Linked DNA regions of Mus musculus: all the other regions are linked to region 1. The links are chromatin contacts, called in public promoter capture Hi-C maps. All regions are on one chromosome and are shown on one strand. Each heading gives the region's core, a stretch centred on a gene start, on an enhancer-like site or on the middle of the called end of the contact. The rest is flanking DNA. Distances are from core to core; before and after follow the strand shown. Region 1 holds the start of Il6ra (interleukin 6 receptor, alpha). Region 2 holds the start of Dap3 (death associated protein 3). Region 3 overlaps Gm33845 (a long non-coding RNA gene). Region 4 holds the start of Krtcap2 (keratinocyte associated protein 2). Region 5 holds the start of Efna3 (ephrin A3). Region 6 holds the start of Zbtb7b (zinc finger and BTB domain containing 7B).

Region 1 (4,394 bases), core at 200-2,699:
TTAAATAGCAGGAGAAAAAAATATGTATTTTTTTTAGACAGGGCCTTAGACTCACAGCTATTCACCTGCTTCTGCTTCCCAAATGCCTGCCCCACCACAGGGAGAGAGAACAACCATGCCTTTCTCTCCGACTTATAGCGTGGCTGAGGAAGTGCCATCAAAACCAATCCCATTGTCCTGGGTACAGGTTTGGTTCTGACATCCACAGAGAGCGGTGGATGCCTAGGTCTGAGGCCAGCATGTTGCTTAAATAAGGTCATGTCTTATTTAGGGGTTCAGCCAGCACACACACATTCCAGTTGCCCCATGGACTCTAATCAGCTGAACCCTGAAATGGAAGAATACATTAAAACATACTGGTGTAGGTCCAGGGCTCCCCATCTACATTTTCTTTTCTTTCTTTTTTTTTTCTTATCCCTTCCCTTCTCCCTCTTGCTCCGGCCCGGCTCGCTCAGGCCCATAGGTTTTATTTGTTTCTCATTACAGATGGTTGTGAGCTACCATGTTGCTGGGATTTGAACTCATGATCTCCGGAAGTCAGTCAGTGCGTTTAACCGCTGAGCCATCTCACCAGCCCTAAATTTTCTTTTCAGTGTGTTTCTTTCCCTCTGCATTTGCATGGGAAGCTGCCCTGTAGCTTCAAGCTCTGTAGCTTGGAAGGGAACCTTGGTGGAGTCTGGTAAATAGCAAACGCCGGTTCCTTTGTGTCCAGTCAAGTCATGATGGGTAATCAAAGCCCTACTCCTTGTTGAGCAGTTAGGCTCCAGGTACATCGACAGTGTTTCCAGGAATCTTTATCATGGGCTTAAAAATACATCTCTAATAGGTGAGAAAACTGAGACTTCCGGATCGGGATAGCAATCTTGAGGAGGGTAACACATGTGTCTCTGGGCCAGACTCAAAAGCGCACACTGGTTTCGTTGCCTCTGCAGTAGCCTTCAAAGAGCTGCTCCTCCACTGGAAGATGAGAGGAAATCTTTTTCTCAGGTTATGGACGCCTAAGTTTTCCTTCAGACCAATTAAATCACAATCTCTGGGCTCGAAGCAGACATCGGTGTCTTTTCGGATTCCCTGTTTGATTCCCGTAAGCACCCAGGACACTGACCTGCCTTCTACTTTAACAGCCAGAGCCACTGGCTGGCGCTCATGAAAGCAAAACTCAAGCGGAGGCGCGGATGGAAGGAAGGAGGGGGATATTTCTCCTTATCTCAGCGTCAAAACCTGGGGAGGGGCCCTGGTGGGGGTCCCTGGGGGCTCAGGTGTGGCGCGGCTGCAGGAAGTAACCCCCTCCGGTGGCCCGGAGCGCTGGCCGATTGCGCCATCCTACTGGGCTTTCGTAACCGCGAGCCGGGGCTGCCAAGAGGAGCTTCAGCACCGGTTCCTCAAATGTTTCACTGTTGCCAGGACGGCCGGCTGCTGTGTGTCACGTGCATGTGGGAAGTCGCGCCCACACCGATCTGAGCCACGCCGGGGCGAGCGCTCGCAGTGCGAGCTGAGTGTGGAGCCCGAGGCCGAGGGCGACTGCTCTCGCTGCCCCAGTCTGCCGGCCGCCCGGCCCCGGCTGCGGAGCCGCTCTGCCGCCCGCCGTCCCGCGTAGAAGGAAGCATGCTGACCGTCGGCTGCACGCTGTTGGTCGCCCTGCTGGCCGCGCCCGCGGTCGCGCTGGTCCTCGGGAGCTGCCGCGCGCTGGGTAAGAGGAACCCGGAGCGGGCGTGGGGAATGTGACACTGTCTGGTTCCGTTCGCAGAGTGAGCCCCGCCGGTACCGGCTGCTAGCCTGGGCTGACTCACCTGTGCTGACGCGGTGGAGGTTCGCGCGCCCCCTGTTGCGTCTAGCGCCTATAACTGCGTGCTCCTGTCTGTGTCTGGCCAGTTACCTCAAGTCTGAGTACAGGACAGTGTGTTTTCCTGAAACCTGACTCTGGTGTCTGGTTCCCAGTGTTCCCAGTCTTACTCAACTGCATCCCGGGTCGCTCCAAAAAGAGATACCCAGAGGGCGCGCCCTAGTGGAACAGTAGTAGTCCCTTCTGGAGAGTCCTTTATGCCACTGGCTCTCTCTGCTTTAGTTGTGGCACCTCGCGTGGCTTTCCTTAGTTCTACTACATTCCATGTCGTGTGTAATGACAGTGACCCGACGGTGAAGGGTCTGACATCATGGGCTCTGAGTCATGGGTGTTCCCGCCTCACAAACTTACTCCTTTAGCCAACTAGCCCTAGCATGCAGAATGCCAACACCCACATCCATCCCAATCCTGTGAGTTTGACAGCAAAGGATGTGGGACCTCTTGGAACTGTGCCTCCGCCCCCTGCCCCAGCCCTCCCTGATTAGCAGGTGGACCAGGCGGAGGGTAGGGTAGGGGCACTGTGTTTACCTTCCTTGCACTCTGCCTTGTAGGTCTAGGCCTCTCTGTGGGCTCTGGCTTCAGGCCCAGCAGCCTGCCTGGTCTCTTCTGGAGGAACTGGGAGACTGCTTCTCTACAGGTTATTTTAGGGGCTGAGGGCTTATTCAACAACATAGAAAGAGCCAAAGGACATGGGGGAGATTTATCCTGTGCTGGTCGTGGGGACAGTGGCTTCCAGGCTTTCTTTCTGCCTGGAAGGTAGAATTCCTCAAGCTTGGTTTGTTACCCCTACCTATATTTTCTTTATATATATATATATAAAGAAAATATATATATATATTAGACAGGCTCTCCCATAACCCAGGCTGGCCTCAAACTTGTGCCTCTTCTGCCTCTATCTCTTGAGTGCTGGGATTTCAGGTATTAACCCACCCTGTATTTTACACGTTTTTAATCCTCTACAGGATTGACATAAAGCTTTGGGAGGAGCCTGAGGTTCAGAGAGATGCAATGGGAAGCATCAGGCCCCTCCGTGTCTCAGTGTTCTCCTGTGGGTACAGCTGAGGGCGTCTGGGGTAGGCTGAGCACCACTATCATCTGGTGGGATTCTGGGGGAGAAGACACTGATGAAAGAGAAGATCCCCGCTTAGCTGTTCATGGTGCCAGGCAGGACTGAGGTCCTCTCTTCCATCTTGGGAGAGCAGGACTGGGCCTCTCTGCCTGTCTCAGTTACTACTCAACATACCCCAGCGCCCCCACCACCACTTCCCTTTGTTCCTAAGGAGCTGCAAGGCACTTCGGAGACAGCGAGTTCTGTTTTCCTGTGGTTCAGAAAGGACACCCAAGGGTGGGGGTGTCTTCTGACCCAAACAGCCTTTAGAAGGCAGAACTGGGAGTCTGGGGAGGAAGTGAAAGCCCTGCCAGTTTAGAAGGAAGAGGCAGAGAAGTCCCCAGCCCATCTCCCACACCCACACTTGCACAGCTACAAACTGGAGAGTGACAATCAAGAAACAAGCACCAAACAGGAAGTGTGGAGCAAATGACTGAGATGTTTGGCTTTAGAGAAGTGAGGCCAGATGGAGATGGCTCTCTGGGGGGGAACCCATGGGTGGAAGATATACATAAACATATATATATGGGCAGGCGAGATAGCTCAGCACACGCACACACACACACACACACACACACACACACACTCTCCTCCATCCATCATCCTTAGTGGGTTTTTGCCTTCATGTATTCATGTCTGTGTGAGGGTTCCAAATCCTATGGAACTGGAGTTACAGTTGTGAGCTGCCATGTGGTGCAGGGATTGAACCTGGGTCCTCTGGAAGAACAGCCAGTGTTCTTAACTGCTGAGCCATCACTCCAGCACCAACAGGTGGGATTTTCATAGTCTGCCCCTCCAGGGCCTGCTAGGACTCCTGTGTCTTCTTCCACCTGGGGCCCAGGACCAGCTGGGACTGAGGCTTCTGCCAGGTCAAACTTTCTAGGCGCTGCTGACTGAGGACAGGCTGGGCATGGGTGGCTTCAGTCCCCCTTTCCTTCTGTAAGGCAAGAAAACACGCAGCAGCACCGATGCCTATGTATCTAAATCTCCTCCTGACTTCTGAATTCCCTCTGGGACAACCTCTTTCGGTCTACAAAACCTACCTGTATTCCTAGCCTCACCCTGAATCAGTATTTTTCTGAAGGATATATTTTTTATCTAGCATCAAATTTCGGCTAGGAAGGATAGATCTTTGTAAAAAAAAAATCACAATTTTTAAAACATTAGGGTTTGTGGGTTTTTTGTTTGTTTGTTTTTTTTTTTTTTTTGATATTTTGAGACAGGTGTTTCTTTGTGTAGCCCTGGCTGCCCTGGAACTCACTCTGTAGACCAGGTTGGCCTTGAACTTAGAGGTCTTTGCCTCCTGAGTGCTGGGATCAAAGGCCACGGTACCCAACCAAAAATGACAATTCTTGACCCCTGGCCACTCATTAAACATGTATCAGAAGAGCAGAGAGTGAGGTCTACACTTTGAAAAAAAACAAATTGTTCCTTGTGGCCCCT
Region 2 (4,169 bases), core at 1,039-3,538, 960 kb after region 1:
GAATGCCTGCTAGCAGGGTTAATCTATTCCCCCTGACCCTCCCCCTGACCCCCCACCCCCCCCACACACACACACACAAAAAACCCAACCAGCAACAAACAACAGCTATACAGATACAAAGTAGGCTGTGGAAGCAGTTTAACTTTTTATTTATTTATTTATTTATTTATTTATTTGGTTTTGGGAGACAGGGTTTCTCCCTGTAGACCTGGCTGTCCTGGAACCAACTCTGTAGACCAGGCTGGCCTCGAACTCAGAAATCCACCTGCCTCTGCCTCCCAAGTGCTGGAATTAGAAACATGTGCCACCACTGCCCAGCAACACATTGGAACTTTCATACATACTAAGCTGTCAGAAGTGGTCTGCTTGCTTTGTAAACACAACAAAATTACAAATACCTATCTCATATAGGACAGTGTATATTCTATACATGTTTGACACTTTTAAGTTCTCCCAAGCATAATCTAACCAATCATATTTACCTACTTTCAAAATACACTTGTATTTGGCAATAACAATCTCCTGAGGCACTATGATAATATGGACAATACATTACTAAATTAGTAATCAAAATATCTCAACATTGCCACTAATTTAACACATGACCTTGGAAAAGTACCTCTTTATGCCGGGATTTCCTATTCTCCTATAATTTTTACAGTTTTAGGATTACGAACTGAAAGAGTACTCTGAATATAAAAACTTTATGCACTACTATAAATCCACACGGTCAAAAACATCTCCCCTTATTCTCAGCCTAATAGCGATCACTCTGAGGATGTTGGTCTGGCTTTCATATTTACACAACTGACTCTATTCAAAGGCACAGACTATGTCAAGTTTCTCCCCTTCCTGATCTTAGCATGCATTCTGTATTATCATACTAATCATACTAATGCTAAAATACATGCACATTTATCGACCTAGAGAACACATGTCCCAGCATTTGTTTTTAAATAAGCTAACTTACAAAGGGAACTTCCCCAAATGCAGGCAAACTCTTCCTGAACACTCTCCATCCTCGAATTATACACATATAAACAGAGCAGCTATAAACCAACAGACCATCTGGTCTTCAAGACCCAAAACATTTCTTTCCAAGTAGAAACTAACCAGTGACATTTATTAAACTTATTAACACTCAGATCACTATGTCATGTCTGCATATATTTCCGCCTTTCGAGAACACCACAGATCTTGTACAGGTAAACTACCCGCTGAAGATCATCTCCCTTGCTACTTTTGTCCCTTACTTAAACAGACATAAACTGGATCTTGGGGGATGCTCCAATCGGGCCTACTACACAAACTAACCTGTCAGGGGCACAAGCGACTCCGCCTCCACTCGCTTACTTTCCCGTCCCCCTCCCCCAAACCAAGAGCCCGCTGGTCAGGGACACCCCGTCACCCCGCCTAGAGGGACTTCCCGGTAAGCTCAGGATCCCTATCCCTGCTCTCCCTTCCCCCATCCTCACCCCGCTCTCCCGGAGGTCCAGGTCCGGGGGGGTGACAGCGGATCCCGGGTAGCCAAGGAGAGACTACTTGGGGCCTTCAAAGGCCTGCTCACACCGCACTACTCACCGTGCGAGGCCGAGAGCGCCGAGTGCAGGCAAGTGGAGAGAGAGAGGGTGGCAGCCTGGCGCCTCGGCTTCCCTGGCTCCACACTGTAACCCTTCCCGCTTGTCAGGAGGCGGCCAGCGGGTAAGCGGACCGGCGGAAACGCGAGAGAGGAGAAGCCAAAGGCGTAGGTCGGGAAAGGGGAAACCGAGAGAAGGCGGGTCCGGCAACCGAGACCGGGATCGTCTCCCCCCTCCGCAAAGCGAACCCAAAATGGCGGCGGGAGCGGCAGCGGCGGCGGCAGCGGCGGCGGCGGCGGCGGCTCTGGGGAGGGAGGGAGCGAGCGAGCCAGCGAAGGGCGCCGCGTGCCCCCCCTCCCGCCTCCCACTCCTCCCTCCGCGCGCTCTCCCCGCCGCCCTCCCTCCCTCCCTCCCTCCCTCCCTCACCCGACTCCGGCCGCGCAGCGCGCACGCCCGCCCGCACGCTTCCGAGTGGGTCCGGACTGGTCGCGAGCTGCGCCCTCCAACCACCGCCTCCGGCCGCCCCGCGCCGCCAGCACCGACGCGCTCGCTCTGGGGCCTCCGGCTCGCGCGCTCCCGACTCCCTCTCGGCCCTCACGCGTACCTTCCTTGGCGCGAGCCCGAGCCTCCTCCCTCCTCCTCCTCCTCCTCCTCCTTCTCCTCCTCGGCTCGCCTCCCTCTCTTCCCCGCCCCCACGGCTACCAACGGCAGCCACGGCTGCCGCCGCCTTCGCCCCCACCCCTCGAACGTGCGCCTCCCACAATCCCCCCCGCGGGACGTTCCATTGCGCGCCCCTGCTGGGGCCGGGGAGAAGCGGGCACGCCCGCGCAGACGAGGCTGGCCACGGTGACCGGAATGTTTTGAAGAGCGAGCGAAGGTACCTAGGCGCGGACCTCCTGGGACGGGCCACCGCGACGCCGAGGCTTGCTGCCCGCTTCCGGCCGCGGGGCGGGTGGCGCGGTGCCCCTCCGCTGGGCTGTGGTTGCAGCCGCGGCGACTGCGCGTTGGGTAGCTTCCTGCCACACGACCCGAGCTTGCTTCACAACTGCAGGACGGGTGCCTGGGATCCAGCCGCTGGCGGTGTGTGCGGGTCACCGGAGCAGGAGTCCTAGTGTTGGACTCATGGTAAGGGGACTGAGCCACACAGGGGATGCAATGATGAAGGAGGGAAAGGAGCGTGTATTTGAACTGCCCCGAGATAGGGAATGAGGGCAGCAGTGTCGGTGATCCTCCAAGAGGGCATCCTTCAGACCCGGGGCTGCGGACCTGGGACCGGAGGATGAACGGACAGAACGGCTGTTAATATGTTAATGTAGTTTAACCTTGTTAAAGTCCCAGAGGGTACCTATCCTCTGTGATGCTTGTGTGATCCTTGTGCACTTCTCAAAGATTGTGCGAACTCGGTTTGCAACTGGCAGCCTGATGTTAGAGCAGTGGTCCGCGCAGCCTTCCTAATGCTACGACCCTTTAGTACAGTTCCACATGGTGACTCCCTACCATAAAATTAGTTTTGTTGCTACTTCGTAACTGTAATTTTGCTGTTATGAATCTTAATGTAAACATCTGATATACAGGATATCTGATATGGGATCCCTGTGAAGGGTTGTTAGACCTCTCCTCGGGTCGCCACCCGCAGGTTGAGTGTGTGAGGGGATGAAACTATGCACTGAGATTTTATTTCTGGATTTGATCTTTTAGGCCTTCAAATTTTTCCAAGTTATTTATGAGATGCTGGTAGTAAAAATTAGCTAACCCCAAAATATACCTTCAGGGTTGGAGTATGAAATAATGAGATCATATATGTAAAGCAGAATTAGCTCCTGGGTACGGGGAAAATGCGGAGTATTATTGTTATCATTTACAGTGCTGTTGATGTTGATAAGATTTGTAGGTGTAATTGGTAGTTTGTGTTCTATTCATCTAAATTGCTAGTTAAACCAGACCTATGGCATTCATTGGCTGCTAGTATTTGTTTCCGTGTTGACATTGGATGAGTGAATTCAGGGCATGTGATGTTAAAACCCCAACGTTTGATCTACTCATTTTTAGTCTCCCACAAAAAGCAAAGCAAAATTTTAGAGGAATGGCACCTTAAGTTTCCTTTCTTATCTGTGAATTCTTACCTTTGTGATTCAGGGGAAATTTAAACATTACTGCGTTCCATTCATCTCCAGAACCCATTCAATTAATATTCAGTCTTTTTTTGGAATAGGGGTTAAATTGTCTTTTGAGTGGTTGTTTATTTGTTTGTTTTGACAGTCTCACTCTTTAGCCCAAGCTTGCCTGAAACTCTGACAGTCATCCTGTCTTAGCCTCTTTAGAGGTTGGATTATAGGCATGAACCCATACCTGGTTTTCAGATAACCCAACCTTTCCCTATTGGCTGTATGCATTGGGGATTGATTATCTTTGTGTTTCCTTCTTTGAGTTAAAGAGACAATCAGCCTTAATTGACTAGCTGTGAAGTTACTTTTGCTAACCAAGCCCATGCAGTCTACCCAGGGTTGCAGGAATCTTTCTTCAGTAGCTTCCTGTGTGCAACTTTGTATAGGTGTGTGCTTGCATGTGTGCAGACTGTCCGACTGATTTACA
Region 3 (4,417 bases), core at 1,730-4,229, 610 kb after region 1:
ACCTGGGAGGCAGAGGCAGGTGGATTTCTGAGTAGAGGCCAGCCTGGTCTACAGAGTGAGTTCCAGGACAGTCAGTGCTATACAGAGAAACCCTGTCTCAAAAAAACAAAAAAACAAAACAAAACAAAAAAAACAGGGTTTCTCTGTGTAGCCCTGGCTGTCCTGAAACTCGCTCTGTAGACCAGGCTGGCCTCTACTCAGAAATCCACCTGCCTCTGCCTCCCAAGTGCTGGGATTAAAGGTGTGCACCACCACGCCCGGCTTGAGAAACCCTGTTATTAAAGAAGAAGAAAAAGGAGAAGGAGGAGAAGGAGAAGAAGAGAAAACAAATCATAAGCAGGGTGTAGTGGCTTCTAGGAAGCCTGACACACACAAGCACGTGCGCGCGCGCACACACACACACACACACACACACGCCTATCCCCTCAACACACAATGTCCTGGAAGCTGGGCATGGTGGCTCACACAGCAATTAAATCATAAAGGCACGTGGAGCAGGAGTTCAGCCTTAACCTTGTCTCAAAACAAAACAGAAAACAAATTAGGGCCAGCAGGGCTCAGAGGGTAAAGGGACTTGCCTGACCCTGCGTTTGCTCCCTGGAACCCACATAGTGAAAGGAGAAAAGCAACTTTCACAGATTGTCCTCTGACTTCATACATGAGCTTGCAACCACACACACATATGCGGACAATAAATACATATTTTTAAAAATCAAAAGCCACTCCTCCTCAACCTGGCTTTGTAGCCATAATAATCAGTAAATTTATTGTAGTTCTGTTTTACGGTGTATATTTATGGGTGTATTGCCTGCATATCTGTCTGTGCATCCTGTATGTGCAGATTGCCCTGAGAGTCCAGATGAGGGCATGGGACTGGAATTACAGAGAGTTGTGAATTAACAGATGGGTGCTAGGAGCCAAAGCCAGAAGCCAGAAAAGGGTGTTGAATCCCCTGGAACTGGAGTTACAGATGATTGTGAACTATCATGTGGGTGCTAGGAATCAAAACCAGGTCCTTTGTAAGAACAGCAGGTGCTCTAACCACTGAGCTCTCTTTCCAGCCCCATGTATACTCTTTTGTACAGTGTATTGAGGTGGGAGGGGAGTAGAGACTGAGATAGGGGGATGAGTCCAGGGCCTCAAATACTCACATGTATCAGACCAACCCTTCTTACTTTTTGTTCTTTTGAGACAGCATCTTGGGCTGGAGAGATGGCTCAGCGGTTAAGAGCACTGACTGCTCTTCCAGAGGTTTTGAGTTCAATTCTCAGCAACTGTAATGGGATCTGATGCCCTCTTCTGGTGTGTCTGAAGATAGCTACAGTGTACTCACCATATATATAAAATAAATAAATAAAAATCTTAGAGAGAGAGAGAGAGAGAGAAAGAGAGAGAGAGGGGGAGGGAGAGACAGAGAGAGAGACAGCATCTTGTAGCTCAAGGTCGGTCTTAAATCCCTGATCAATCTGCCTCTGCCCCTCAAGTGCCAGGATCACAGGTGTGCATTGCTGTGCCCAACTTGAATATATATGTATGTGTATGTGTATGTGTGTGTATATGTGTGTGTATGTGTGTATATGTGTGTATATGTGTGTGTCTGTGTATATACATTATTTTCCTTCCCTTTCTTCTCACTAAACACTCTCTTATATCCCTCTATCTTAAAAAAATTAATAAACTTGGGGCTGGAGAGATAACATTAGTTGTTAAGAGCACTGGCTGTTCTTCCAGAAGAAAGGGGTTCAGTTCCTAGGACCCACATGGCAGCTCACAACTGTCTGTAACTCCTGCTCCAGGGGATCTGATACTCTCACATACCTAACAATTATTGATTGAATTACTGATTAAATAATCAATTATTGTTTGAATATGAGACATTAGGCATTTAATGTTTTTTAATGCTAGATTTTTTAAAATATTTATTAATTTTTATGTATGTGTGCTCTACCCGAATGTACACCATCATGCCAGAAGAGGGCAACAGATCACTGAATAGATGGTTGTGAGCTACCATGGGGTTGGTGAGAGTTGAACCCAAGACCTCTGGAAGAGCAGACAGTGCTCTTAACCGCTGAGCCATCTCTCCAGCCCTAATAGAAGACTTTTTAAAACATTTCTTTCAATACTTTTAAGCCTTCCTCAGAAACTTACATGAGTTTTTCAGGACAGAGAGACAAATGGTTTGCCTTTGGGGGATTGCAGGGTCTCATGTGAGCCTTGAACAGGCTGTGAGGCTGACCTTGAACTTGTGATCACTCTAATTGCACTTTCCCAGGTGTTTGCCACAACATCCAGGTGGATTGACCCTTCAAAGGTTCACTGCTAAGTGATATTTGGCAAAAGCAGAGCAGTCTTTGACCTAGGGCTAATCTAAAGAGGCAATATCATCCTGGAGTGTGGGCTGCTACACCAGCTAGCCAATCAGGAGATAGAAACCACACAGTACTTTGAGCAGGAGAAGTTTAATGTGAGAACTTATTAACCATAATAAGGGCTTAGAGTAGGGAGGGGTTGCCTGGCAGAAGTCAACAGAACTCCAAAAGAATACGGGAATTGTCAAGCACACTTATAGTTCAGGAACTCTAGAAGCTGAGGCAGGAGGATTGCTTAATTCCAGGAGATCAGGGCCCACCTGGGCAACATAGTAAGTCTCCATAGTCTAAAATAATAATAATAAAAATAATGATAATAATTTTTTCAAGGAGAGCACGGGGAATGGCGGGTATAACGGCAGCCACTTCTCCAGTGGTCCTGCGCGACAGTAGCAGAGGAGTTTCAGCGGCTGCAGAAATCAGCGCGGATGCGTCAGCATCGGGAAGAAAAAGCGCTTTTCTCAGACTGTCTCTGCAAGCGCCCCCTCCGGTTTTACAAAGGCTTTGAAGTTTAGAGGTTATGCATCTGGAACCAGCCAAGAGTAGTCAAGGCAAGACTGCCTTTCCGCGGTGGCTTGTGGGATGACGAGGGATTGGTGGCCCTGGTGAGAGCTCTGCTTTCGTTCTCCCACAGTTCTTAGCAAACGAGACTGGCTTCCCCGCAGGCTGTGTTACTCATCCGAAGCTGAAGACCTGAGGGACGCTGTACCAGTTTCCAAAGTCCCTTCTCTGTACAACTCCTGTCTAGGACTCTGTGCTGCAAACTAGAGCTGCCTTGGTCTTCCTGGGCTGCATTCCTTCCCTTCCTCCCCTCAGAGACTCTGACTCGCAGGCTGCATCTCCCACACCCAATCCTGGAATTTCCACCCACGAAGCTGCGTGGTCTTGGGGCTCGCTTCATTCGTGTTTGCCCTCTCAAATAGCACCCCAGTTTTACCTCTTCTCCTGTGTCTGATTATCAGTAACAGGAACTATTCTTTTATTTATTTATTTATTTTTTTTTCCGAGACAGGGTTTCTCTCTGTAGCCCTGGCTGTCTTGGAACTCACTCTGAATATCAGGCTGGCCTTGAACTCAGAGATCACTTGCCTCTGCCTCCTGAGTGCTGGGATTAAGGGTGTGCATCACTATTGCCAGGCTATGTGTTTAGCTATTTAAGACAAAAAGAGAAGAAAATGGTCCCTGTACTCCATCAGGACACAGTCCAGAGGTTTATGGAGTGGGATACAGAATGGGCACAGTGAGAGAATACGTGCTTAGCGCTTTGGAAGCCTGAAGCACGCTCTCAGTGTCAAACACACAACAAAGCTGAGACTGCGTAAGTGGCCGCGTGGATAGGGACACTTACTGCTCTTGCAGAGGACCTGGGCTCAATTCCCACAGCCAGCTAGGAGATCTCTAGACCTAGGGGGTCTGACATCCTCCTACATGCACGTGGAACACTTACATACACTCAGGCTCACACACATTAAAAGATAGAATCAATACATACTTTCTTTAAAGAAAATTCTAGTCTGGGTGTTGTGGCCCATGTTTTTAATCCTAGCTCTCAGGAGGCAGAGTCAAGTGACTCTCTGTTAATTAAAGGTCAACTTGGTCTATATAATAAGTTTGAGGCCAGCCAGGGTTGCGTAGTGAGTCCCTGTCTCAGAAACAAACAAAAATAAAACCCAAAAATCAAACCCAAGACCATTACACTCAAAACCACCTGTGATTTGGGGAGTCTTTCCTCCCCCTCCCACCATGACTCTGACTTTGTTTGTTTAGTTGTTTGGTTGGTTTTGGTTTTTTCGAGACAGGGTTTCTCTGTACAGCCCTGGCTGTCCTGGAACTCACTCTGTAGACCAGGCTGGACTCAAACTCAGAAATCTGCCTGACTCTGCCTCCCAAGTGCTGGGATTAAAGGTGTGCACAACCACGCCTGGCTTCGTTTGCTTTTTAAATAGACTTTGCAGAAGCCCTGCAATGCAGACCTAGGGGTTGGAGAGATGGCTCAGTCCTGAGGAATGCCTGCCCCAGAGGACCTGAATTCTGGTCCAAATACC
Region 4 (4,248 bases), core at 12-2,511, 670 kb after region 1:
GCCACACAGGAAGTTCAAGGCCAGTGTGGGCTACAGAAGGGAGGAGAAGAAAGGAAGAGAGAAACAAGCGGATGCAGAGAAAGAGAGTGAGCTCTAGCGGTTATTCTCTATTCTCCTTCTGTCAGGGGTCCTGCTATTGGTAACATCCCAGTGAACACAGACTTCACAATCTCCTCCAGCAGCAGTCAATAGTGCGGGCTCAGTTCCACATCAGAATCCCTCAGTGGGCTTGGTTTTGCTTTCTTCTCTCACAGGGACAAAGAACACCTTCTCCTGGATGCCTATCAGACATCAGCCCAGGCTTGACTGTTCACTTGAAACCTGTCCTGAGAGCAGACCAGGTTGGCCTTTTTCTTTCTTTTCCTCTCCCTCCCCTCCCCTCCCCTCCCCCCTTTTTGTGCTTCTCTTCCAGCTCCAATAAAATGCTTAATCTGAAAGCATCTTCTGTCTTCAAGATTGTGTTAAGCAAATGTATTTCTCCTTTATCATCTAAGCACAGGGAAATTCGGCATCATGTTTGGGAGAGGTTTAAAAAAAAAAGAGTCCAGTTAACTATTGAGTTTCACTTACTCTCAGGGAAGATTTTTGCTTGGAAGCCTTTACCAAAGACCAGATTCTCCAGATTATTGAAGGCCTGGGTGATGTAATTAAGGAGAAACTCACGCAACAAGATAGGAAGTAGAGGGACTGCAAAGCCCTTGCCACCCACTCCCGCCCATGTTCTGTTCATACACCCCCGCCTCCCCTTCCAGCGCGAGGAAGATACAGTCAGGGAGAAGACGAAAAGGCCGGAGCCCAGCAGGCCCCCCTGAATGGTGAGCCACTCGGTGGAGGCCAGCTGGCGGCTGTAGATCTGCATGCCAGCGAAGAGCAGCAGGGACAGGAGGGAGGACAGCGCCAAGGAGGTCCCGGTACCGACTACTATAAATGAGAAAAAGAGTCAGGCTAAGATTCAGGCAGATTCACTCCGGAGCTTGGCTCACCAACCACTTCCAAGTGACCCAGCCCCCACCCCACAGCGACCTCCAGGAACCACCCGGCCCTGCACACCCAAGTTCCCGCCTGTCCGGAGGAAATGCTAGTTCCCAGGACACGTCAGCTTTACCGAGGCTACGGAGAAAAGAGGACCACCCCAACGCCCACTCCCGCTAGAGCAGCCCGGGCATCCCGCCGGTGCGGTTACCCATCACGCCCCGTCCGTGGTCCAATCCGTGTCCCTGGAGAAAGAGGGGAGCCAAAGCCGGCGCGGTTGTCTGTACGCAGGCGTCGGGGCCAACGTGGACTTGCTTTACTTCTTCCTCTACGCGCCTTGGGTGCAGCGCCCTCTTGTGGCAAGGAGGAAATAATGCTTCTAAGAGCATTCTAGGCCACCGCCCTGCTTGGTCTCCAGCCTTCTGTAGCCAAGGCATCTGCTGTCTCTCTGGACAAGCTGCACTCATCTTTCAGTCATGATCCCATGGCCTAGAGTCACCTGTGCCTTCATTGCTATTCATGTCATCTCCCGTACAACTTCCTCAGACCTCCCTGACCCACTATAATTGCCTCAACAACTCCCGAAGATATGTGCCACCCAAGATGTAGCACCGTCCACCTGGAGTTGTTCTTCTGAAACGAGCTTCGTGCTTTATGTGAGTAGTATGACCAGGAATCGATGCAAGCTTCTAATAGGAGGAATGGTTCCTACCTCAAATACCCTCCATGTTACCCACCCCCTAGACCGCCTTTGGAGAACCACGTGGGAAGAACTATTTCCCACCCCCTACCTCGACGGACGCAGTTCGAAGCTAGTCCCTGGAGCATGCGCAGTGACATCTCACCCTCCCCACCCCTCCCTTCACCCCACCCGGCTCCTGCATTAAGCCCCGGGTTCGCAGCAGCAGCCAGGATCGGGCACCCGGGGGCGGGCGGGCACAGTAGGGCCATGGCTGAGGGTGAGGATATGCAGACCTTCACTTCCATCATGGATGCACTAGTCCGCATCAGTGTGAGTTAAGGTGGGGTCAAGGGGAAGGGAGGGGATGTAAAGGGTCGGGGCAAGCCAGACCCTTGAACAGGTGGGGGTCCAGGAAGAATATGGATTATAGAGAAGGGATTAGTTAAGACAGAAATGACTGGGAGGGCGGAGACGCAAGTGTGGAGGGATCCTGGGGACAGCCGAGTGGTGAGACTCCCGTTTGCTGGGGTGTAGGCAGCGAGAAGCTGCCCGGACCCAGCGGGTAGGCTTGGGGTAGCTGCCAGGCGTGCACCAGGGCTATGAGAAGGGGCATGTGTGAGCTTGGATGTTTTCCAAGAAACTGAGGACAGGTGTGGCGGGGGGTGGGGTGGGGTGATGAAAAAACCGCTCCTGGGTGCAGTTCCCAATTTGGACCCCTCCCGACCACCCCCCCTACCGCCCCCAACCCCCCCCCCCGCTAGCTGCCGTGCAGCCTCCCGTTGCCATGGTAACCCGTGCCCGTCTCTCCCAGAGGCGGTGCCAACCCTGCTCCCCCCCACCACTTCCTTCCCCCTCCCTCCCTCTCCCTCCCTCCTTTGTGTCAGCTGCGCCCCTGACCGGGATGGCTGCGAAGAGAGGGACCAAGGTGAGGTGTGGGGGTGGGGAATAGCCAGAAGACCCCTCACCAAAAGGGGGAGGGATACTTCCGGTGGGGAGGGGGCAGGTAGGCGGGGCGCTCCTTCCTCCCCCACCCTAGATTGAGCAAAGGGTTGAAACAGGCCGAATTTCTCCACCAGACTGGGTCTGATAGCTCTAGTATAGAAGGCAAAGAGAGATGGGTTGATTTGGGGAGACTGGAAGAAATAGAATTGAAGAATGGAGGATGGGTGCTGGGGCGCCGGCCAGTGCCCAGCCGGTTCAGAGAGCTAGCGCACCCTGGCCGCGGGGAGCAGTCATGCGTCTAAGGGTTGCTAGAGAAAGGGGCGGGGGACAACACCCAGCTGTAGAATGGGTGGTGCCCTTGAAATAAATGCTATTAATCCAGAGATGGAGGGATGGAGACAGGTGAGGCGGGAGGACTGCCTGCCAGCACTGCTGCAGCGGGAGTGATGGGGGTGGGGCGCGATGGTGGGGGAGGCCAGAGCTCCAACTGTACCTTCTTGGTGGACCTTAAGCTCCCCAAGAGGGGCGCTGAAGCAGGAGACAGAGAGCTGGGGAGGTGTGTGAACCAACGAAGGCGGGTACTGGGCCAAAGCAGTAGGTAGCTTGTGCTGCCCTTCCTGGCAGCCAAGGGACCGGGCTGAGATTTGCCCAAGTGTCCTAGCTCTCACACAACCTCCTGGTCCCTCCACAGACAAGCATGAAGAACATGGAGAAGGAACTGCTGTGCCCAGTGTGCCAAGAGATGTACAAGCAGCCACTAGTGCTGCCTTGTACCCACAACGTGTGCCAGGCCTGTGCCCGGGAGGTTTTGGGCCAGCAGGGGTACATAGGCCATGGTGGGGATCCGAGTTCGGAGCCCACTTCTCCTGCTTCCACCCCTTCTACCCGCAGCCCCCGCCTCTCTCGGAGAACTCTCCCCAAGCCAGATCGCTTGGACCGGCTCCTTAAGTCAGGTGGGGCTGGGGCCTGTGGGATGGGGTGGGGATGTAGAAAGATGGAAGAGGGTCAGGGGCATCTGTCTGTCATTCTGGGGTGGAGCTTCTTACTGCTTGTCTGAAATTCTAATGAGAGCTGATCTCTGGCGCAATGAAATTAATTCCACGTTTTAATTGATCAGATGTCACCCACCCCAGCCAGCTGTAATTCTCACCTGTGCCTCCTGGGTCCATCTACAGGCTTTGGGACATACCCTGGGCGGAAGCGTGGTGCCTTGCACCCCCAGACGATCCTATTCCCGTGCCCAGCCTGCCAAGGCGATGTGGAGCTGGGGGAGAGGGGCCTTTCCGGGCTTTTCCGAAACCTGACCCTAGAGCGAGTGGTGGAGAGGTACCGCCAGAGTGTGAGTGTGGGAGGAGCCATCCTGTGCCAGTTGTGCAAGCCCCCACCACTAGAGGCCACCAAGGGCTGCACAGAGTGTCGAGCTACCTTCTGTAACGAATGCTTCAAGCTCTTCCACCCCTGGGGCACTCAGAAGGCGCAGCATGAGCCCACGCTACCCACTCTTTCATTCCGCCCCAAGGTGAGCCAGTTCTTGCGGGGGTCTGAAGTGGGAGGGGCTACAGTGGTGCTGAACCAGAGGTTGGAGATGACTGGCATGTGGGGTTCTAAAGAGGGCTAGGTAAGGTTTTGTGTGTGTGTGTGTGTGTGTGTGT
Region 5 (4,495 bases), core at 1,872-4,371, 590 kb after region 1:
AAGGTGTACTCCCCACTGACAGAGGACTCCTCCTGCCACACATCAGGCCCTAGGCACAAAGAGCAACTCATCCCACTCACAGAAAGACCGAGTCCTTCAAGAATTCCAGTCCCGAAGGGCAGTGGTGGCGCACGCCTTTAATCCCAGTACTTGGGAGGCAGAGGTAGGTGGATTTCTGAGTTCAAGACCAGCCTGGTCTACAGAGTGAGTTGCAGGACAGCCAGGGCTACACAGAGAAACCCTGTCTCGAAAAACCAAAATCCCAGCACTGGAGGCAGACGCAAGTGTTTGAGGCTAACCTGGTCTAAATAATGAGTTCCAGGACAGCCAACAATACATAGAGAGCCTCTGTCTCAAATAAGTAAGTTAGTAAATAAATACATAAATTCCCAGTCCCCTTGGGGCTTTTGAACAGCTGTAGCTAGGGATGCATATACTGCATGGTCTATACACAGAACTGCCTCATACCCTTGTGAAGTTTGTACTTGGCACAAAAAAAGTTACAACATACACAAAAAGAAGCTGGCATTAGCATTAGCTCACACTCCCTTACTAAGATGGGGAGACACATAAGCCCACTTCCCACCAAAGGAAGTTGCACGTTTTTTGTTTGCTTTTTTTTTTTTTTGTACAAAGTACCACTTGCCAAGAGTGCACTCTAGAGACAGAATCTTCATAGAGGGGCCCAAATCAGTCAGCTAACACTTCCATGGAAGAAGCCTGAATACCAGAGGATCAGATCCCACAGACACAGGCCCCACAGAGTGTTCAAAGTCGGATTTTGGCCAGAGAAAAAAAAGATGGTCTTAAACCCAGGGTTAAACAAAGAGGGTCCCAGGAAAACAAGGGAAACAGTTCAAGGAAAACAGCCCCCCTTTAAAAAACTATTTATAATTATGTGTGGACCCCCCTTGTGTGTGTGTGTGTGTGTGTGTGTGTGTGAGTGAGTACAGGTACCTTTTGAAGGTGTAAGATCCACCAGAGCTAGAGTTACAGACAGTTGTGAACCATCTGGTGTGGGTCATGGGAAATGAACTTGGGTCCTCTTAGAAGAATAGAAAATGTTCTTAACCTGTGAGCCGCCTCTCCCGCTATGAAGCTCTATGGATGACTATTGGTCAGAGAGGGTGGAGTACAACATTCTAAAGAGAAATTTCTGGGCTCTAGAGAATGGGGCCCAAATCACACAAATCTTTAAATTAAAGCCAGGTTTTATTATTTGTGTATTTTTCCAGTTATGGGGATTGAACCTAGGCTCTCATACAAATGCCCTACCAATAAGTACATTCCCAGTTTGGAGCCCAGATTCTAGAAACAGAAATCTTAAGTTTTCAAAAAAAAAAAAAAAAAAAAGTTCTGGACCAGTCCAGCACCCTGCACTCGTATGCTTGTGGGCAGGCTACCCGGTGACGCTGCCTTACAGAGAGACGCTTACTTCTTTGAAGCAAAGGTATGGCACAGAGGGGCTGAGGCTGGGGCTGGGGCTGGGGCTGGGGCTGGGGCTGGGGCTGGAACTCCCAGGAGTAGGCAGTTAGCATTATTTGGGTGAAGCAAATCTCTTTGGGAATGAAGAGAGCTGTTTGCAAAGTCCCTCACTCCCATCTCAAAGGGCCTCATTTATTTTCTGGCTCCCAAGAAGAGAGAGAAGGTATCTCCCAGGAGTGGAGAGGTATCCCAGGAGGACAGCACCCACTCTTGCCTAGCAGCAGGGAGGCATGGTACCTACTGTGCATGCGGTGCCCTTCCCCCAAGGCAGGCGTGTGGTCAGGGCCTTGTACTGCCAAAGGTAACTGACTGAGGTGCTGCTATCTTTCCTACCTCTTGAAACACAACAAAACAGCAATGTGCCTGCCTCCCTGGGCACAGGTGCTGTGGGTTCTAAGAACCCAGTAAGGCCCGGTTCTGCTTTGTCTTTCAGTCTGGGCTTCTGGGAAAGAGACAAGATAAGGGGTGAATGCCTAGTAGATCTGTATTCTGGATCCCTCACAAAGAGGGTCAATCACATGGGAGAAGAGTGTGTCTGTATACGTCAGTGTCTCTGTCTAGGGGCCTATGTTTACACCAATTTCTACTCTATAGGCACCTTGTGTGCCTAGATTGGACTGTATGTCAAGTGTCCATTGCTCCTGTTTCTGGATATGGACACCTTTATTTTTTTTCTCTCCCATCGCTGTGTGCATGTCATCTTTGTGCCTGTATGTCCCTAAGAAGACAACTGCTGTGGCAAGTGCTGGAATATAAGGTGCCCTCTGTCCTTAGAGAAAGCATCTATGGAAGCAGGAATGAGCGTGCCTAAGGACATCACTGAGGGAATCGGAGGCAGTGAGGGGACCTCTGTGGGCTTTCCAAGAAGACTGCTCCATTCCTGCCTGGCTCCAACTCGCCTTGGCAACTCACCACCACCAAATACCTTTGCCCTGGATTACCATAGAAGGCTTAGGCTTTTTTTTTTTTTTTTGAGACGGGGCGGGGGGTGGGGGTGGGGGGACACGGTCTCGCTGCGTAGCCCTGCCTGGCCTGGTACTTGTTACACAGACCAATGTAGGTGCCCTCGAACTCACAGAGATCTGCCAGGCTCTGCTTCTAGAGTGTCAGGATTAAGGAAGTATAGCTACTGTGCCCAGCCCCCAGAAGGTGACACTCTGGGCTGAGGTGTTCTGGTTTGGCTTCAGGTGAGGGCCTTCAGGCAGCCAGCTGTTAGCTCTTGGTACCACCTGAAGGCTTCCCCATCTTGTGTCCATTTAACTCCTTGCACACATGGAAAGGGGTGGAGGAAGTAGAGGTCCGATATGGGTCTACTCTTGCTTATTCCAGACGTAGATCTTCGCTCAACGCCCCCACACTCTATGGAGAAAGGTGTGGACCTACACCAGATGTATGTCCAGGTCTTGGCTTCCAAATCCTTCTGTGAACTCCAAGCTTGGGGGACCTAAAGACGCAAACCTCTGCAGCAAATCACCTAGGAGAGAGGAGAGGCGCGTTGTTCCTAAAGGGGCTACACAGTATGGGTCGCCCACGCGCGGCGCGCTCTGGGCTCAAGTGGGGCGGAGCCCCGCGTGAGCGCGCCAGGGGCGGGGCTTCGGGGGCGCGCCCAGAAGGGCGGAGGGAAGGATTGTGGGCGTGACTAAGATTGGGGGCTGGCAGCGGCGGCAGCAGGGAGCTGGGAAGCTGAGAAGCCGGGAGTGCGGGGCTCAGTCGGGGGGCGGCGGCGGCGGCGGCTCCGGGGATGGCGGCGGCTCCGCTGCTGCTGCTGCTGCTGCTCGTGCCCGTGCCGCTGCTGCCGCTGCTGGCCCAGGGGCCTGGGGGCGCACTGGGAAACCGGCATGCGGTATACTGGAACAGCTCCAATCAGCAGTGAGTCGGGGACCCGGAGAACCCGTGCGTCCCGCGTCAGTGATGGGGGAGCTGGTGGGCCCGAGAAGTCCTAGGGGAACCTGGCAGCAGTCCTGGGAGACAGGCTTGGTACCGAGAGGCGAGGGAGAGGGGACGCACTATGTGGGCGTCTGTGAAACTCGGGGGTGTCTGAGAGAAGCTGTTGGGGCATAGTAAAGAGCGCTCTGGCCGTGCGGAGGAGGCTGTTGGGGGTCCCTAACCCCATCTTGGTTTCTCTCCACACTCGCCAATGGAATAGTGTTCTCTGTCCCGTAGTCTCCCCCACCATCCACGCTCCTTTTGGCTAGGTTGAAGTCTGTGAGTACCGGTGTGCTAGGGATAGGCCGCTGCGTTTGGGAGCTGAAGGATGACCTGTTTTCAGCCTGTAATGTTGATGGGGTTCTGCTTAAGACTCTTGGTTTTAAAAGTGGGGTTCGGCATTAAGGCAGGAACTCCGATTCTCCACCTCCTCAGGACGAAGGGTAAGGGGTTGCTCTGGTTGTGTGAATAAGCCCTGCTGGGGTGAGCCGGGCCAGGGTCGCGAAGTTGGGGGGCCCTAGGAACGCAGGGTACTGGTGAGAAGGAAGAAGGCAGAGATGTCGGCATGTCACACACACACACACACACACACACGCACACACACACACACACACACGCACTGAAGCTAGGGACGGCGTATGGCACTGAGTGTGAACGGGCGTGCGCGGCTGTCAGTGTGCGTGTGTCTGTGTGTGATTTGTGTGTCTGCGTCGGCGACCGTCTAGGGGTGGGAGCGGGCGGCGGATCGGGGAGGGGGCTGCGGTCGGTGTCCGCGTGGCCAGTCTTGTCTGGGCTGGGGTGGCTCTTGGCGCCGCCGCGGTCTGGGCGGGTGTCAGGGCGGCCGTGTGGTTTCCTCCGGTGTGTGGCGCGGCGGCTCGGTGCCGGCTGCCGGACCGGGCCATCATTCTGCACAGTCCTTGCTGCCCTTGTCTTCTCCCTGCCGAGCTGTCGTGTGTATCACTCTGGCCACCTCAGTGTATTGGTAGGGGGATCCCTGGGGACACGGGGATCACTGTCACACCTGCCCGGGCGGTGGCGGCAGCTTTGCTTCTGACTCTCCGCCCTGGGGGCCGACTAGGGAACA
Region 6 (4,648 bases), core at 372-2,871, 520 kb after region 1:
GAGTTCCTCATGCTAGCCACTGGTCCCTATTGCCCCCCTAATTCTCCAGTGAGATAATGTCTGGGGTGAGGGGCTGTTTAGTTTGGCTTGAGCCCTCCGGGGCGCCTCACACTTTCCGCCCCTGGCTGAGGGGCAGAGCAGCGGCCTCGAGGCTGAGTCATGGGGGGGGGGGGGGGGGGAGAAAGAGGGAGGGAAGGGCCGACTCCACCCCTCCCCCTGCTTGGGGATCCCGGGTCAGCCCGGGTGAGGGCCAGGGCCCCCCTGGCACCGCCCATTGTGGTCCAACAGGTTGAGCTGGTGTCCTGCGGAGCCACCTGCTGGAAAGGGAAGGAGGCCCCCTGCGGAGGGAGCTGGGAAAGAGAACAAGTCCGACCCGGTTCCGCCTGGCCTGCTGCTGCGAAGCCGAACCTGGTCCTAGAGAGCGGGATTTGACTCCGTTTGAAACGAGTAGGAGGGGCCCTTTTGGGGTCTATAGCATCGCCAGCCCAGTTGTAAGCGTCCCTCAGAGACTACCATTCTTTGGGTCGGGCACTTAAATACGAATACCGGTTTTTCCCAAACCCACTTAAGCAAACATCCTAAACCACCCAGGTCTCTATCGTCACCTCGGGGTCTGAGTGAATCTGCGCCAAGATCCCTCCACTGTAGGGTCTCAGTTTCTCCACTAAAAGTACCGGCTGGTTGAAGGCAAAGCGTCGGGGCCCCAGAGGGAGCGCACCTCCCCCTTCCCCTTCCCAGACTCAGTCCCTCCCCTTTGAAAATGCCAAGGCAGCAACGGGCACTGGCTAGAGCGCAAAGGCTCCTTGCCCCGGGCACTGTTCCCTCCCCGCGGGGCGCCGTCACGCGTGGGGAGGGACACAGAGTGCCCACAGACTCGACTCCCCCGCTCCCTCGGAGGGGGATGGGCCAAGAGGCTGAAGCTCAATGTCTAGAGGTTCTCTCTCTTCCTGGGGCTCTGACCTGGTTAAAGCCCCTCGGCAGGACCCCACTCTTTCTAAATTTTAGGTCTTCATCCCCAGCAGCGTATCCGTAACCTCTCATACCATTCCCTCCCCAGGTGGTGACCCTACAGAAGCCCCTCTTGAAAGAGAGGAAGTCCCTGAGGGGGCTGCTCCATTCCCTGGCCACTGCGGACACTGTCTTCGGCCTCCCTCCCCTTCTGGTTTCTGGCCAGCCCAGGCTCCACCCCCTCCCTGGATGAACCCTAGGCGCGTCCCACATGGGATAGGCGGGTGTTCAGGCCAATGGATGGGCAGGGCGGTGGCGTGCAAGGGGTGGAGCTGGGCAGCAGCAGAGGGCTGGACGGGGGTCGGAGGCGGAGCTCCAGTTAAGGTGGACCGGAGGAGATAGTGGTAGAAAGCAGAGAGGGAGAGGGATCGCGGCAGGTGAAGGGAGTTTGAAGGAAAGAAGGGAAAGGAAAAGGGTGGGAAAGGCTCAGGGAGCGAAGCAAAATCTCGGAGAAAAGGGACGAAAAGGAGGGAGGGACCCATATGCTCCCTGCTGGAACTAGCTGTTGGAAGAGGTGGAAGTTTATGTCCTTATTGGGCGGAGGGAGGGGGTGCCTGGGGGGGGCGGATGAAAAACCAGGAAGTGACAGAGGGTGTTGCTAAGGGTGGGGGGGGAGTTTGGGGGTGGCAGGGGCGGGGGGAGGGAGGGGAGGGATGGGGGGAAAGCAAGAGAGAGGACAGGTGAGACAGCAGGACAGGTGAGGCGGGCCTTGGGGGGGGGGGCGAGTGGAAGCCAGGTGAATGTACGGCTCTCCGCGGCCAAGGGGGGGGCGGGCAACAGGAGGAGGCAAAGGGTGGCGGAGGAGGAGCCCCCCAGCAACGAGCAGCGAGCCACTGACCGCGGCCTTCTGACCAGGACCGGAGCAGAGCCCCAAGCCCCCCAGCCTGGCGGGGGACGCGCTTCTTCCTACACCCTGTGCCTCTGCAGCTCCAGCGAACGGACCCAACGGCTGAAAGGTAAGTGAACCCCACTTTTTGTCCCTTGGCTCGGGATACACTAAACTCGAGCCTACTGCAGTGTCCTTCGTGCGTCCTGTGAGACCCCTGTACACACACGTACACACACACACACCAGATTTCAACCAGTCGCATTCCCTGTAGCTTTCCTGGGTCTTTGGAATTGGTTTTAACTTGGAGGAAAGGTAGAGAACTATGGACTATTGGCCTCCCCCCAACTCTGAGCGGAGGGTCTCCAGAAACTTTCTTTGCACTTCTAATATCATACAGACTGTGAGCTACGGGATGGAGAGGGGGTGAGCTGCACTGAACTTACCCCTACCCCCAGTCGCTTTTGTGACTTTAGGGGGAGACCCCAGACCCGACCGAATGGAGGGAATGGAAACCCTGACGGACTATAACTAGGACAACGCGTGTCCCCACCCACCCACCCAGCTCCGCGCCCCCCTGGCACGGTGGGCTGGACCCAGGCCAGTGGCACGGGGGGTGGGGGGCAGCGGGAGGAACCGCGGCTTGGGGGAAAGTTACCGGCTGGACTATTCGGTTTCTTGCGCTTCCAGAGCCGCGTCGTCTCTCCAGCGGTAGTGCGGCTCAGCAGGACGACCCCTCTGCCCCTCCCGCTCCGCAATCACATTCCGGTCTCTCAAGCCTCAGGCCCACCGCCACCTTTTCAAAGTCAGCTTTTGCTCTCACAACTCCAGTGCGAGGGTGGGTGATAAGAACTCGACCTACCAGCGGTCTTGCCGCCGGCGCCGGCGCACCTGCCCTGAGCAGAGTGGGGGTCGCTGTGTGGTAGAAACCTAGTGCGCACCGCTGGCCGAGGTTGGCCATTCAGAGGGGTGGGGGGCGCTGCTTTCCATTTCCAGCTTTCTCTCCCCTCCTCCCACCCCACCCAAGTAAGAGAGCGACGTGTCCTGGCCAGAGCGGGGGGGGCGGGAGTGGGGGGGCAGCGTGGGCAGCGGGTTGTGCCCGGACACGTGCCTGCCCAGGCGCCCCGGCCCTGCTAGTGTTTGGAGAGAGGGCGGGTCCCCTGCCCCCCGCCCCGCACAACCCCCATGTATCAAAGGGCGGCTGAGACGTGGTGAGACCTCGGGGCGCCCTGGGGGGGCGGGGGGTAAGGCGGGGAGCCTGGGTCCGGAGCAGGGGAGGGGCAGAGGCGCCGGTGCTAGCTGACCCACAGGAAACGAGCACTGCTGACCTAGTTTGGGACACCGGAAGTGGGTGCTGGGGAGAAGGGGAGACCGGCAAGCTGTCCTGGCTTCCGGGCCAGGTGGAGGGCGTTCTTGAATTGACCCCCTCCCGAATGCCTTAGAGACCCCTAGCTGCAGCTGAGAACGGGAATGAGTCAGCGCAGCTATTTCTCCTTCCCCCAACTTATTCCCAGAGGAGGGGACCGTTTATCAAGGGTTGGGGGGAGTCAGATTGGGAAGTGAGGAGTTAAATAAACCAAGATAGGAACTCTCTGTTCCCTCGAGGCAGTGTGTGTTTTGGTGAGGGGGGGGGCGCTAAGGCCTGGAGGATTATTCGGTTGCGTTTTGCTACCCCACACACACCAACTGGTTTGGTCACCCCTGTACCCTCCTGGCACTGCTTATGGAGCTGGCATGGAGTGGACATTAGATTGGGAGGAGATACTGGGCATAAGAAGTATTGTGTTGGGCAGGAGAAGGGCATATTTCTGACTTGGTTTGGATGGTAGCTAGTGTTCCTCCTTCGTGGTTAACAAGGACAGGGGGCTCCCCCCGGAGCAGCTGATGAAACAAGGAGAAATCTCTGCCAGTGTCTCCTGTCCCTGGCCCCCGGGACCCCAGCTCCCCCAGCGTGCCTGTTACATGGTTGCTGTAGGCACGCTGTTGCCTGCTGACACCCCCAGACACTGTCCCCCCCTCCCTTGGGTACCACCATCCCCAGCCTGGGGTCAGGAAGGGGTTAATACCATCGGAAAGGGGCTCTTGGGAAGAAAGCAAGCAGTGCCCACTAGGCTCAGGTGTCAAGGAGACAGGCCTGCTCTAATGGGGCCCTCTCTCTACTACTCAGTCCAGGTGCGACAGCCCCGGTGGCTGGGAGACAGGTGCTGTCCTCTTCCCCCTTCCCCATGGTGCCCCCTGGCACCCACCGCCCCCAGCTCCTCCTTGGCCTAGTGCCTGCCCCAGGAGGGCGCGGCGGGCAGCGGGGGCTGGGCTAACAATGCACCATCGGGCCCTTTGTGTGCTTGCACTTGGCACCCTGGGGAAGAGTGGGGGAGGGGACCCAGCAGGCATGGGGGGGGGGGTGGAGCACCTCTGGGGTGGGGACAGTGAAGGCTTGGGGAGAGAAGCTGAGAGTGAAAACAGGTGGGGAGGAAAGGGAAGTAGGTCAGATAGAGTGCTGGCCCCCCATTCCCAGCCAAGGCTAAGATGAATGAGATCCTGAATGGCATTGGTGTTGGTACCTGAGGCCCAGCCCAAGAGTGGCCATTTGGGGGTCAGAACTTACTGGGCCAGCAGACTGCTCAGGTGGAGGAGGCAAGGCTCTCCTTTTGATAGCTGAGAGAGAGAGAGACCCAGTTCTTTTGGCCCAAGGCCAAAGACCTAAGCCGGGGAGTAGATGGGCTCCAAACAGGGCACTGCCCTCTGATAGACGCCTCTGGGCCTGCTTCAGGGCTTCCTGCCTCCAGCCTGCTTGGCTCTGTGACCTTCCTGAGA

The links. Promoter capture Hi-C pulls out the DNA fragments that hold promoters and counts their contacts. Capture Hi-C pulls out chosen DNA fragments and counts their contacts.
Region 2: a contact with region 1 is called in a promoter capture Hi-C map of neutrophils, with 4 times the contacts expected there. The contact joins the promoter of Dap3 here to the promoter of Il6ra in region 1. A contact is called at or near these places in 2 of 39 promoter capture datasets (neutrophils and pre-B cells) and 1 of 115 datasets of contacts at active chromatin or transcription factors (microglia).
Region 3: a contact with region 1 is called in a promoter capture Hi-C map of liver, with 2.5 times the contacts expected there. The contact joins the enhancer-like site here to the promoter of Il6ra in region 1. A contact is called at or near these places in 5 of 39 promoter capture datasets (the C10 cell line, embryonic stem cells, hippocampal neurons and 1 more), 1 of 15 datasets of contacts at CTCF or cohesin (the NIH/3T3 cell line), 1 of 484 Hi-C or Micro-C datasets (liver), 3 of 115 datasets of contacts at active chromatin or transcription factors (embryonic basal ganglia, forebrain and pancreatic cancer cells) and 1 of 9 other capture datasets (liver).
Region 4: a promoter capture Hi-C map of embryonic stem cells shows a contact between it and region 1, with 2.4 times the contacts expected there. The contact joins the promoter of Krtcap2 here to the promoter of Il6ra in region 1. A contact is called at or near these places in 9 of 39 promoter capture datasets (the 3T3-L1 cell line, the C10 cell line, the HPC-7 cell line and 4 more) and 1 of 115 datasets of contacts at active chromatin or transcription factors (pancreatic cancer cells).
Region 5: a contact with region 1 is called in a promoter capture Hi-C map of hippocampal neurons, with 4 times the contacts expected there. The contact joins the promoter of Efna3 here to the promoter of Il6ra in region 1. A contact is called at or near these places in 8 of 39 promoter capture datasets (the 3T3-L1 cell line, the C10 cell line, the SN4741 cell line and 5 more), 1 of 15 datasets of contacts at CTCF or cohesin (the NIH/3T3 cell line), 1 of 484 Hi-C or Micro-C datasets (liver), 5 of 115 datasets of contacts at active chromatin or transcription factors (embryonic basal ganglia, embryonic forebrain, forebrain and 2 more) and 1 of 9 other capture datasets (liver).
Region 6: a contact with region 1 is called in a promoter capture Hi-C map of adipose tissue. The contact joins the promoter of Zbtb7b here to the promoter of Il6ra in region 1. A contact is called at or near these places in 8 of 39 promoter capture datasets (3T3-L1-derived adipocytes, the C10 cell line, cranial neural crest and 5 more), 1 of 484 Hi-C or Micro-C datasets (cortical neurons), 2 of 115 datasets of contacts at active chromatin or transcription factors (memory CD8 T cells and pancreatic cancer cells) and 2 of 9 other capture datasets (adipose tissue and macrophages).

What each region holds. Positions count from the first base shown.
Region 1 is chr3:89,910,251-89,914,644 of GRCm38.p6, reverse strand. Il6ra (interleukin 6 receptor, alpha) reads left to right here and starts at 1,449. Exons shown (of 10, transcript NM_001310676.1): 1 at 1,449-1,690. The coding sequence starts at 1,606.
Region 2 is chr3:88,948,401-88,952,569 of GRCm38.p6, reverse strand. Dap3 (death associated protein 3) reads left to right here and starts at 2,288. Exons shown (of 13, transcript NM_022994.3): 1 at 2,288-2,702. The coding sequence starts at 2,700. It also overlaps a transcript of Ash1l not described here.
Region 3 is chr3:89,298,278-89,302,694 of GRCm38.p6, reverse strand. The region is part of intron 1 of Gm33845 (a long non-coding RNA gene); the gene reads left to right. Among named protein-coding and RNA genes, the nearest start is that of Gm33845, 2.5 kb to the left of the region's middle. Within about 2 kb of position 2,979, at least 105 of the 459 cell types and tissues checked have an H3K27ac peak or open chromatin away from gene starts, as enhancers often do. A contact at or near this core is called in hippocampal neurons, liver and pancreatic cancer cells, where this site is marked.
Region 4 is chr3:89,243,451-89,247,698 of GRCm38.p6, reverse strand. Krtcap2 (keratinocyte associated protein 2) reads right to left here and starts at 1,261. Exons shown (of 5, transcript NM_025327.3): 1 at 1,184-1,261; 2 at 767-921; 3 at 571-634. The coding sequence starts at 1,187. Trim46 (tripartite motif-containing 46) reads left to right here and starts at 1,802. Exons shown (of 10, transcript NM_183037.2): 1 at 1,802-1,984; 2 at 3,288-3,549; 3 at 3,772-4,115. The coding sequence starts at 1,922.
Region 5 is chr3:89,321,565-89,326,059 of GRCm38.p6, reverse strand. Efna3 (ephrin A3) reads left to right here and starts at 3,121. Exons shown (of 5, transcript NM_010108.2): 1 at 3,121-3,354. The coding sequence starts at 3,227. Gm34118 (a long non-coding RNA gene) reads left to right here. Exons shown (of 3, transcript XR_375829.3): 3 at 1-157.
Region 6 is chr3:89,390,351-89,394,998 of GRCm38.p6, reverse strand. It overlaps Zbtb7b (zinc finger and BTB domain containing 7B), which reads left to right and starts at 1,621. Exons shown (of 3, transcript NM_009565.5): 1 at 1,621-1,964. It overlaps Gm15417 (predicted gene 15417), which reads right to left and starts at 3,135. Exons shown (of 2, transcript NR_040403.1): 1 at 2,493-3,135.